2 separate regions of the Zea mays genome follow, and region 2 is linked to region 1. The links are chromatin contacts, called in public Hi-C maps. All regions are on one chromosome and are shown on one strand. Each heading gives the region's core, a stretch centred on a gene start, on an enhancer-like site or on the middle of the called end of the contact. The rest is flanking DNA. Distances are from core to core; before and after follow the strand shown.

Region 1 (6,606 bases), core at 835-3,334:
GTTGTAGAAATGTTATAATCATAGAGAGCAATATAGAGTTATAGACTACACATTTAAGGTATAGCGCTACGAAAAGCTAGTGGACAATCTTAAATTATAAGGAATAAGTGTGTATTGCATATAATGTTGCTTCTGCAAAAAAACAAAATTTGAACATTTTTTAAGACTTTTGTATGGTAGTCCTTTATTGTTTTCTCGTTAATAACCACTGGATCAATGAAGCTAATATTGTAAATCTCTTCTTTACAACATCTTTGAATCTCCATCCTTCAAAAAACTAAGTAGATGTAAGGAAAAGCCAGTACCATTGACTATATATCTTTGAAATATATAGTAAACACTTACAAAACCCAACAACTGATGAGAGAGATGTCTAGCACATTCTGTTGGACTTTTTGGACTTCTAGTTTATTTCACGAGTACAAAAAAAATTGACTCTTGTGAATGGTATGCTAAAGTTACTATTGAAAGAGTTAGAACCACGAGAAGTTGTGCTAAACAGGTCAATATTCCCAGTGGGGATTTCATTTGAGTTTTATCTTTATTAAATATATCGCCACATAAGAAAGATTGATGACATGGCAATAATTTAATAAGAAAAGAGATAGAGTTTTGTGGGAGGTGAGAGAGTTTTATCTAGATGAAAATACATGATTTTATATATCACTCTCACTACACCTATAATAACTTAATTAATGCGGAAGTTTCTTCGTGCGTCCTCCCTGCTCTTCTCCCCGTCCAGGGCACGTGTAAAACCTCTATTTGTCATACAAATGATCGATACTTTAAATATATAATAATAATTCAAAAGATAAAATATAATAATGTTTGGATAAATATCTCATTTATATAAAGTATGTCTATATGATAGATAGAAACATAGCAATATACGGACAACTAAGTAGTAAATCTAATTTGGTGATGAGAAAGTAAAAAAAAAGGTTGCTTTCCTTTTTTTTTTAAACATCTGTCACATGGCTGGTGGCTGATGAGGTGAAATGAGAACGGCCGGGCCGACCACCTTGTTGGTCAAACTTGTGTTGTTCTACGGCAGGGATAGTACTACTAGGATAGGATGGATGCACACGCGAAAGCCGCGTCACGGAGTCGATCGTGGTGGTGGTCGTGGCACGCGCGGATGACCAAAATTAATTAGTGAGATTAAGATGACGGAACGGAGAAGGTGACATGACATTCCAGATAAAGATGACACGACCAACTCAATCAAAGCAAACTGAGCTCAAAACACGGTCAACTTCCAGTTCCAGTTATTATAGCAAGACGCAGTAATGGTTTCAGGCCCGCGGAGTTCCCGTTTCCTTGTTGGGCCCCATTTGATTTACTGGCTGGCTGCCTGGCCCATGAGCTTAGGAAATTTGCCCAGCACTTGTCTGTACTGTATCCTGCTCAGGGGTCTGTTTTGCACAGCTTCCCAGCCTTGGCAGGAGATGTGTCATGGATCTAGAGCAATATGTCTTTTAATGTAACACACTGCCACATCATCATCAAGAGTGTCATGGAACCAAGAAGGAAACAATGTCTTTTAATGTAAAAGGTTTCCTTGTACCTTGTAATTCCATATAATGATTCTTTCTACATGTGATTTTTCGTGCGTCGGCATGAATCCTGTTTTGCTACTGAACAGAACTGCCCCGGTGCCTTGGTGTTCTTGGAGACTCGCTATGCAGCAGTCGTTGCTTCCCGGGTGATCCAGTCATCAAACTGTCAGGTACCCAGCCCATATGGTATTTGCCGGCCCAGTTAGCTGACAATATATAAGGAGCAGCAACAATTAAAGATGGGTATGCAAAAACAATAGAACCGTTCTTCTTCTTCGTCAAGCATCGTTGTTCTCTACTAATGTCTTCGCCTTAGTTCTATACTGCTGTCTTTCTCATCCATTTCTGCTTCCTCTGCTGTAACTGCTACTAGTTCTTAGTTGAATCAATACATATCGTCAGTAGGTCGCTGACAATCGGTATCAAAGACTGTTGATCTCTGGGAAAACTCGCTACGCTACCCACCTTCCGTTGAGCCATGCAACCATGACGGGTGCTGCCAATTCCAGTCTGGCGGGGGCAATGGAAGCGCAATCACAGGCGTTGGCGACTCAAACTCGCTTGCTTCAACAGATCTGCGATCTCCTTGATGCTCAGGATCGCCATTGGGCAGTGCTCGAACAGACAGTGTCCAATGACGTCACCCCCATCGACCCCGACGAGGTGCTCGACAACCACCGCGTCGGCGAGCTCATCGCCACCTTCACGTCTGCGGCCGATGCTGCCTTCTCCAGCACCGCCGACGTCGAGTGTGGTGCGGTCCGTAGCTACGCGGCTACCAACACCGAGATCGACGCCGTGGAGGCTGCTGCGGCAATTCGCGTCAGCGCGCTGGAGTCGTGGCGTCCGCGAGTCGAGTCCCACGCATCGGTCAACCTCTTCGACAGCGGCGACGACTCCAACGAGCTGCGCTACGAGGAGCCCGTCACCGCCGACAACTGGGGCGGACTCTTCGATGGCGATGGCGCTGCCAACGCGGAGATCGCCGACGACTGGGACAAACCCTCCACCGCTTCCACCGACGAGCCCAGCCTCGTCCACGTGCTCCGCCACGGCCCTCCGCTGCTCGTCGAGAGCCGCCTCCATGCACTCCGCGTGGCGCAGGAGCTGGGCGCCCGTCCACGTGCTGGTGGGCGAGCTCGTGTGCTTACCGGAGAAGATGATGGCGACCACCAGCCCCGTGACCTCGGGCTCGGTCGTGCCACGCTCGTCCCTGTACCTGGCCTCCATCAGGATCTGCAGCACGTCGTCGTCCCCGGCTCGGATGGAGGAGCGCCTACGCGACTGGACGACCTCGGCGAAGATACTCTCTTCGATGGCACTGACATCACCAAGCTGCCTACCACCTGTTCGACTTCGGGGCTCACAGCCGAACTCGCCATGGCACACTACGGCTCGCATCTACCTAGTGATAAGGGAGGTTCTGTTGCGTTGTGGCAGTCGGCGCGATCGCTGGCGCTCGCGTGCCAGCAGGCGTCCTCTACGCGCGGCACGCCGGCCATGGCCAGCATGGGGAAGATGAGCGTCGGGGACCTCACGGAGGCTGACCTCAAGGGGAAGCGCGTCTTCATGTGCGCCGAGATCCACGAGCCACCCGACGAGAACCAGAACAGCACCAACGACATCCTCTCCACCTCGTGCGACACTGCCGTGCACGTCGTGAAGCGGTGCCAACGCCTGTTTCCGCTCGCGGACTCGACCGGCGCGTTCGACGCGGCCGTGGCGGCGCGAGTAACCCAGATGGTCGTGCCGTCGCCAGCCAGGAACGCAACGCCCACAAGCTCCTCACCGGAGAGCACGACGTGCTGGTTCTCGTGCGACAACAAGAGCAGCAAGCAGCTGCAGCTGCAGCGTGGCGGGCCATCGTTGGCCGAGCGACAGCAGCCAAGGGCGATGCTAGCATGCCGAGCGATCACGGAAAGGGTGAAGCGGCCCAAAGAAGAGGAGCAGGCGACATCAGTGCCAGAGGTGGCAGTCGTCGCCGACGTCAAGGGCAAGGAGTACAACTCGGTGGAGAGGTTGACCAGGGTGAACTGCCGTTCTGATTTCATCATCTGGAGGAGTCTGTTCGACGCGTGCTGCAGGCTGTGCAAGTTGTTTAACTGCCAGGAGCTCAAGCTCACAGATAGCCGGTCTGCATTGACCTTGATTGATGCTCAAGTGGTGTTTGAGAAAATGCAGCAAAGTGCTACCTCGGTTAGTGTCCCGCAGGATGCCTTCAACATGTTCTGCAGCAAGACTAGTTCTAGCAAGCAGGTGGCCAGAGCCATCTTCATCAATCCTGAGCATGATCTGTACCCCGAGATCTTCCACCTAGAGCAGCTCATCTCAGGGAAGGAGGACACAACTAACAACTTCTCTCGTGGCTACTACACTATTGGAAAGGGAATGGTGCTGGTAGCTAACAACTTGGGTGACGACCTTCTTGCTCGCCGCAGTGAGATCAAGCAACCATGGCCTCCACCTCAGGAGTTGGCGTGCTTGGGTTTGAACATCATGGTTGTCTTGGTGTTCCTTGCTACCAGTGACCTACATGCAGTGACCTACATATATGCTCAGTCTTTATTTGGGATCCTGGTGGTGTTGCGAACAGCAGCTTGGGGGCAAGCCGCACCTCAAGGAGAGGGAAATGTCAGGTACCCAGCCCATATGGTATTTGCCGGCCCAGTTAGCTGACAATATATAAGGAGCAGCAACAATTAAAGATGGATATGCAAAAACAATAGAACCGTTCTTCTTCTTCGTCAAGCATCGTTGTTCTCTACTAATGTCTTCGTCTTAGTTCTATACTGTTGTCTTCCTCATCCATTTCTGCTTCCTCTGCTGTAACTGCTACTAGTTCTTAGTTGAATCAATACATATCGTCAGTAGGTCGCTGACACAAACCCTATGTTATGGGTAAAGGATTGGGCTCCTGAGACCACGTGATGTGTATTGGTCAAACCTCTGGTATGGTATCAACGTCTTCTCCAGACCGAAGGATATGCCATCTATGCTAGCTGAACTAGTGCCAAAGCAGGTGATGATTTTGTTTGCCACTAAACTGCTCGCATCTGGAATGTCTTCGGCAGGCAATATGTAGATGATGTACAGCTTTGCTCCCTGCCGTACATATGTGACGTAAGTTCATGTGTAGCGTTAGCGCGCGTAGCAGACTCCAAAACAAATATTTGCATTTATAAATATATGGATCTGTCTAATCTAATGGCAATCGGGTGTTTTGGCCCAGCCCAATACTTAACTCTTTGTCCATTGGATGTTTTTTTACATTTATAAATGCAAATATTTGCATTTATAAATCTACGTATCGTGTAACTCAAGTGCATGTTTTTTTTTACATGAAGGTCATTGATGGATACCTATAATCTCGTATAGAAGAATGTTTGGTTACCCTGGATACATAAATACGTACTCTTCCTGCTAAGTGGATACTAGGGATGGATTCACATGCGTGGAAATCCGAATTATCTGTATTCTTATTCAAATAAAATGTTTATATGAATATCCGTATTTTAATATGAAAGTCAAATGTCAAATGGATATATTCGAATTCAGTTTTTCTCTATCCGGTTTTAGATTCGTATTCGACAAAACCGTGAAATATCCGATATTATCCATTCGATGAAACCATTTAAAACTTGTTTTAAATTACTAGTTACTAATTATAAATGTTTTGATTTCAATAATGTACTAGGAAAATGATGTACGCCATTTAAAAATGATTATATGATAAATAAGTGATTAACTTAATCTTATAATACTAGTAATATACAATGATAAATTTTAATTAATATTAAAAAGAATAATTGTAAATACATTAGATTATTGGGATTTTTAGAGTCCAAAACAAAAATATACAGATATACATGATATAAAAATATAATTAGAGTCCAAAGTACAAATATATATGGTATACATAATTTGTTTAAAGAAATATAATATTCAACTAAGTTTCATAAACATTCAAATACAATTCTCCACTTTACACTATATATATTAATTTATTTATTATTTTTATTTAAAATTTTACAAACATTCATAAAGGGTATTCATTTATTTTGGAATGTCAAATTTATTTTTATTTACACATTTACTATTTCATATCAATTAAATGTATTATTGCATACCTACTTATAAAACTATAAAATATTATCTAAATGTGGTAAAAAAATCTGAAAATTTCTGTGGACATATATTTTGATGATAAAAGGATGACATAAAAGTTTTGGAAGATTTTGTACTTATTTATGTCAAATTGTTCACAAATAGAACATATTTCAACTAAGTTTCATAAACATACGACTACGACTATCTACTTTATACTATGTAGATTTCTTTTATCATTATTTTCATTTAGATTTTGGTACAAACTTTCATATACTCTATTCATTCATTTTGGTATGGTACATTGTTTTTTCTTGGTATATTTACTATTTTATATTAATTAAAGAAATTATTGTCTGCTTATTTATAGAAAATTGTAAAAGGATATGTAGCCAAAAAATTGAAATTCGATATGGACACAAATTTTGATGATAAAAGCATGACATTAAAGTTTTATAATATTTTGTAATTTTTTATGTCAAAGTGTTCACAAATAAAACACATCTCAACTAAGTTTTATAAACATTCAACTACAACTCTCCACTTTACACTATATAGATTAATTTCTTTGTTGTTTTCATTTACATTTTGGTACACACATTCATATAGTGCATTTATTCATTTTGGAATAGCAAATTTATTTTTATTACCACATTTACTACTTTATATGAATTAAGTGAATTACTACATAGTTATTTATACAAATTATAAAATTATATGTAAATGTGACTAAAAAACAAAAAAATCAACTTTTTGCATCAAAGTGTTCATAAATAGAGCACATCTGAATTAAGTTTCATTAACATTCAGCTACAACTCTTCACTTTACAATATATAGAACAATTTTTCATTGTTTCGTTTAAATTTTGGTACATACATTCATATATGATACTAATTCATTTTTTTATGATAAATATATTTTCCTTGGCTCATTTACTATTTT
Region 2 (6,284 bases), core at 611-3,110, 52 kb before region 1:
CCACGTTTGTTTCGTTGAAATTGAATTCTATTCTAATAATCATAATTTAAACACAAACTAATTAAGTTAATATATCTGTATATGTAATATATTTGTATATTATCCTAAATGATATGAGAGAGATAGTTATACATTACCATTATACTATAGAGAAATAAGTAGAAGAGAGTGTTATAAGTTGTATATTAGAAAAACAGCATACAAATCAATTTCCATTTCTCACCCCCATGAATTTGATATAGTCTTATATAAAAATTTTGGAAAGTTATGAAATGTCACGTTCTAAAGAAATAACCTACTCTATTAGTTAGATTCCAATTCCTCAAAATGTAGACGTTTTCATAAGTGTGATTGTTATATGGTAACGAGTTAATAACTTGCACTGTTTCTCTATCTGCAGCTGGCTACCTCATCTTCATTTCCATATTGGCTGGATTCTGGGGCCAGTGTTTGGTTAGGAAGATCGTGCATGTGCTCAAGAGAGCATCGCTTATTGTCTTCATCCTCTCCTCTGTTATCTTCGTCAGTGCTCTTACGATGGGTATGAACCTATTGATAACTCATTGACTTGCTACTTAGCTTTAAACTTGGCAAATTGCTAACCTGATACCGCTCCAAGTTGAATTGAACTAAACGTACCGGTGTTGCTTAAATTGAACTAAACGTACCGGTGTTGCTTAAATTGATTTTGCAATTATAGCATGCATCCTTGAGAAAAATAATCTTAAGGAATACTCACTCCATTCTCCGTTCTTTTTTATTTGTCACGTTTTAGTTCATTTTAAAAAATGAACTAACGGACGACAAATATTCGAGAACGGATGTAGCATTATATTAGCTCTTTTACTTGTTTCGTCTAAATCAATCTAGTTTGATTTTTAACTTCTCTCCTAATGGCCTCTTGTTTCGGTGAGTTTCAGGTGTCGTTGGAACCCAGAAGAGCATTTCGATGATCAACAATCACGAATATATGGGGTTCCTCAACTTCTGCGAGTAACTCAAACACCATCAGACTGTCGATCCGTCCGGGAGAATCCAGGCCAATGCCTAATTGACCTCATCTCCCTCAAAATCTAGAAGAATAAAGTCGCCGAGTATGTGCACAAGTTAGCTCCTCGCCAACATGTGCGCATTTAGACCGACAGAGTCGCTGTAGTGAATTCAGCTCGTGTTAGCTCCTGGCTAACGAGCTGACCATACGGCTTTAGTTTTGTGAAGTGGGCGCGATTTCGTCATGTCATGCATGTGTTAGCTCCTGGCTAACCTGCAAATGCGTGTGTTGGTGCAGGTTTTTGTCACGTCTGCGTCAGCTCCTGGCTGACCAGCAGTTGTTTGTCGTTCATTCTCTGCGTCAGCTCCTGGCTGACCAGCAGTTATTTGTTGTTCATTCTTGCGCTAGCACCAGGCTAGGCTGCAAAACTGCAAATATTTGTTGCATGGAACATTGTAAATATCAGTCAATTCCCATTCTGTTTGTGCAAGCCGAGTGCGTTTCAAGCCGTATTTCCGTGAAAATCAGAACATGTTCGCTGCGGCTTCCACCGACTTCTGTTTTTTCTACAGTATTTTTATTATAGCTAAAGCAGTCCAAACAGCTTTAATCTGTCTCTTTGAGTGAAGATGCTGTTTTGGACCTAAAATATGATGGATCGAAATCATATAAAGCACTGGCAATTGTTTGTTTACTGTAACACATGTACTAAGGTAAAGCGGCGCTACAAACCCTTGCAAATGAGTTAATTAAGAAGAATGGTCCTTAAGATTTACGATGGTTGAGGTGAGGTGCAGCATGGGTGACATTCCAGCCTGCATAGAGGCTGTGAGACGATTGGCCGGAACGTGGCTTCGCCTCAAAGAGAGGCCAGGGTGGGCTTCCGTCTCCTTCGTGGACTAGCATTTTCATTGAACGTAAGTGGGTGTCTCCCCCCGGATCGCTCCACATCATGTACACTGTTGAGTTTTTGGTAACGGCTATTTTTAGTAATTTGACCGTTGAAAATGATCATTACCTGGGTGCAATTGATACCTACTCACTCCCTCTCTTCCCTATCTTAAGATCACGAAAGTTTATACTAAGTCAAAATTTTGAAACTTTTATCATTAATAACAAAATATTCATAAACATTGACTAAATAAAAATAAAACTATTATATTTATTATTAAAACATCTAGCACAATATATAATTTCTTTAAGTAAAAAATAATTATTTTTGTAGATATTGTTGTCAAAGTTTCAAAACTTTAACTTAGGACAAACCTTCGTTACCTTAAGATATGGAACATGGGTCACCGTAATGCTCTGTGTGTATCAGATGTGGTACTGGACAAGATCATCATATGTATGGGTGCTCAGTATGACCCATTTTATATTTTAGGCATAGCTTTTAGATTTAAACTCTGACCTTGATGACCTTGAACTTTTTGAAAAGCTAATAAAAAGCTCTACCGCCCAAAGTTGAAGCCATGTTAATTGGAGCAGATTTGAGCACTAGCACCGGACATGTTTGGTGTGTTTTTCAACATGGCCCATTTTTCGTATTTCAAGCATAATTTAGCGTTGAACTTCAATTTTGATGATCTTAGACTTTTTAGAAAGCTAGTGAAAAGATCTACATATCAGATATGAATCCATATCAATTTGAGCAGATCCAAAATCGTGAGTCACTTCCAATTTAGCCACCTCTTTGTCTCAACTTTAGTAACTTCACTTTTGTTTGTGTCTTTGCATCCAGACTTCTACTTCTTGGTGTATTTGACTCTTGACATGTCTTGTAGGTATTCAACATGACTTTCCTAAGTCCAAGTCCACCTTACATCCGATTGAACTATACCTTGTATACTAGCAAAGAATATTAGTCTAAATGGTCATACATCAAATACCAAAAATCTAATAATCAAATAGGCTACAATCCATTTCTCTTACACACCCCTAGTTGTTAGAAGTGAGGATAGACACCTCAAATCCCTTAGTGCTTGCGCGTACCATTGTAGTTGTACCAGAAGGGGGTTGTATCTTGTAATATCATACTAATTGCATTTGTGGTGTGGTTGTCACAATGTATTACAGGGAACGAAGTCAACAATATTTCTGCTGGAAGCTTGATAGTGGAGACAACGGAGAGCATCCGAGAGAGATCGAAACTGAAGCACCACTTGTGTGTGGAGAAGGCCTGGGACTATCTATGGTGTTACTTGGCTAGGAGCTTGGCTCTCGTGTGTGCTTCCTTTGCGTGGGGCTCCAACAAAGGCTAGTAAGAAGCTTGCACACTTCTTGATACTTTGGTAAAAATATCAGCGCATCAACGGGAGTTTGTATCTCTACTATATGTAAGCCTTCACATTTATATTGTTACCTTAGTTACACGTTTTACCTTTCCTAACTTAGTTACATACTAGTTGGTAGGACTGGAACCTAAGTTGCATAACTCTCTTGCGATAGAGATAACATCACTTAGTCAAAACCTTAGTTTTACATGCTTGTTTGGTTATTCTCGTAGGTTTTGATAAATAAAAAATAGAGGCCTTGATTTAAAGTATAGAAAATATATTGCCTAATTCATCCTCCTCCTATGCTTTATTGTTCCTAACACATCCATCCTAAATCCAATTGTATGCTCTATTGCACTATCGCTGCCAAAAGCAAAGCTCTATTTGGTTTTGCTACATCTTCTTTCTATTTGACGAAGTTTTACATGTGTGGGATCATGATCCCTGTCTCCATCACCTCCTATGCCTTGTTCATAACCATTAAGTAGGCTCTAGCCAAACATCATACTCAATAAAAATATTATTCCATATAGTTGGCATTTATTTACAAAAACTAAACTATGCCTTTCAATAGTTATGTTATAATGATACTAAAACTAGTCAAGAAAAATGTTTTTCCAGCATCGAGGCATGAAAAATGCTTTGATGATAATGCATTTTTTCCAGCATTGACCTCTATAATGGCATGCATCAGCATGTTGATGCTTGAACCTCTTCGTAACATTCTCTCTCCTGCTCTCTTTGCTTTAGCAAATTAGCATCATACGTTGTGGGTAGTCTTAGTTGTGGAAAAATTAGACATCAACAAATGATGCCCATAAAATGAAATTGAAAGGAAAAAACTCAGGAACCAGCTCAGTGCTCACTTCTATTTGTATATTCAAAGACGTCAAGTTGTTGGACATTATATATGAAAGCCAACAAATATACTCTCTCCGTTCACTACAGGAAACAGGCGCTTTGCCGAGTGCCCGAAGCACTCGACAAAGCCTTAAAAACACTCGGCAAAGGCTTTGCCGAGTGTGACACTCGGCAAAGAAGGCTCGACAAACAGTGCATCGGCAAAGCCTTCTTTGCCGAGTACTTTTTCTCGGATACTCGACAAAGAGGTTTGCCGAGTGCCAGGGAGCACTCGGCAAAGAAAAGCGGCCGTTACGGTGACGGGTGACAGAGACAGCATCTTTGCCGAGTGTCTTCCCAGAAGCACTCGACAATCGGCAAAGAGCCCACCAGGGAGGGTCCCCATGTCAGGCTCTTTGCCGAGTGCTCTGTGCGGCACTCGGCAAAGCCTGCCTCTTTGTCGAGTGCCAGCGACATAACACTCGGCAAAGTCCCTAAATCGGTGCCCAGGTTTTTGCTCTTTGCCGAGTTTTATGACCCTGACACTCGACAAAGCGCCTCTTTGCCGAGTGTTTCACTCGGCAAAGTGACCAGTATATACCTTTTTATTTTTTTTTTTGTATTCCATCCACACAAACAAAAGATATCACATATATATCACATATATACATCACAGATATCATCACAAACATAAATAGCCAACACAAACATAAAACCGTCACCACAAACATAAATATCCATCACAAACATAAGTGTTCGACACAAGTATCAAACACAAACATAAGTCTCAAACGTCGCAAGCTCTCACATAAGTATCAAACACAGACATAAGTATTATACACAAGTTCTGAAGTCTAAAACAATGAAAACACAACACTCATGGAGGTGGGCGGTTTGACTGGGGCTGCGTTGGGCTAAACCCTTCCGGAGGGTTGTTGGATGCCGCCCCAGATTGGCCCTGCACAGAGAAGAGATTGCATGTGTTATACCAGATGCATTACAAACATCTAACTACAATTTTGATACTCATAGGAGTGTGGAAGAGAGCAGGGTCAACTGGAGGGAACAATGGAGGTGGCGGAGCGATGCCCTGTGCGGCGCCAAGGCTCTGCATGTACTAGAACATCTCCACCATCCTCTGATGATCTGCCCAGCGCTCCGCCTCCCGCTCTGCCATCATCCTCGCCTCCATCTCATGACGTTCCCTCCTCTCTTCTTCTAGTTGGGTCTGTAATATTACAAGCCAACGTTATAATAACTCAAAGAGTAGGTATATAACTCAAGGAAGGACGAGTTACAGAAGCACTAACCTCGAGTTGCTATATGCGATGTTGTGAGCTGTCGTGCCGAGGCGTATGGCTGGACTCGAGCCCGTGCTCCTTGCTCTCACCTGAGACAGAGTGGGAGTGGAGGACGAGTCGATTGCCCCGTCGACAATGCAATACCGCCCATGTCTCTTGCCTCCTCCGACCCTCATGAGCACATCGGGGTCGATCGGCTCGGTGCTCGGATCATAGTCTGGGCCATGGACCTCCTGCGCCATGGCGGTGTAGTCATGGAGGCGGCTGTAGACGGCGGGGTTGGTGTAGGCCTCGGTCCCGTCATCCGGGTTGTAGGTGACGTCGGACGTCGCCTTACCCTTATGGGCCATAGCATAGGCCAAGAAGGTGGAGCAAGGTCGGCCACCATGTGACGCCGACTGCAACAAAAACCAACGAGATAGTTAGAAATAATATCTAACTCAGTGCTATATATCTAAATAAAAAAGATGGCGTACCCATGCTTCGGCATATTGGCCCAGGCTCCGGCTGCCTTGGTGGTGGGAGGGGTCTTGCATCATCAAACGCCGTTCCCGGCTAGCGGTGTGCGCCTCGTCCCACTCAGTCGAACACCACCTATCCACCATCTGCTCCCAGCACAGAGGATGTGCGGCGCACCAATATGGAATCATCTACAAAGTAAACACGTAAAGTGCATATCAGAAGATAAAATAAAATTCATGCATTGAGTACTGGTACCAAACATGCATGACTTTACCTGCAAGTACTGCTCCCTGGTCAACGACATGGTTCGGGCTTGAGGTTTGGTCACCCTCTCCCCAAGGACGGAGCCGTGGTAGGTGATGATGGCCTGGATTCGGGCCTCATAGTGCATGTCCACGACGAGCTTCTTATAGC

The links. Hi-C and Micro-C count contacts between places; a contact is called where the count stands out from the background.
Region 2: a Hi-C map of leaf shows a contact between it and region 1, with 5 times the contacts expected there. The contact joins the enhancer-like site here to the promoter of LOC100280049 in region 1. A contact is called at or near these places in 4 of 25 Hi-C or Micro-C datasets (leaf and seedling) and 1 of 3 datasets of contacts at active chromatin or transcription factors (seedling).

The regions. Positions count from the first base shown.
Region 1 is chr1:277,649,908-277,656,513 of Zm-B73-REFERENCE-NAM-5.0, reverse strand. It overlaps LOC100280049, which reads left to right and starts at 2,084. Exons shown (of 1, transcript NM_001152990.1): 1 at 2,084-4,459. The coding sequence starts at 2,940. The coding sequence ends at 4,235.
Region 2 is chr1:277,702,032-277,708,315 of Zm-B73-REFERENCE-NAM-5.0, reverse strand. It overlaps LOC100382501 (Sulfite exporter TauE/SafE family protein), which reads left to right. Exons shown (of 12, transcript NM_001175238.1): 11 at 401-541; 12 at 921-1,479. The coding sequence ends at 997. Among protein-coding and RNA genes, the nearest start is that of LOC111590569, 16 kb to the right of the region's middle. Within about 2 kb of position 1,860, at least 16 of the 20 cell types and tissues checked have an H3K27ac peak or open chromatin away from gene starts, as enhancers often do. A contact at or near this core is called in leaf and seedling, where this site is marked.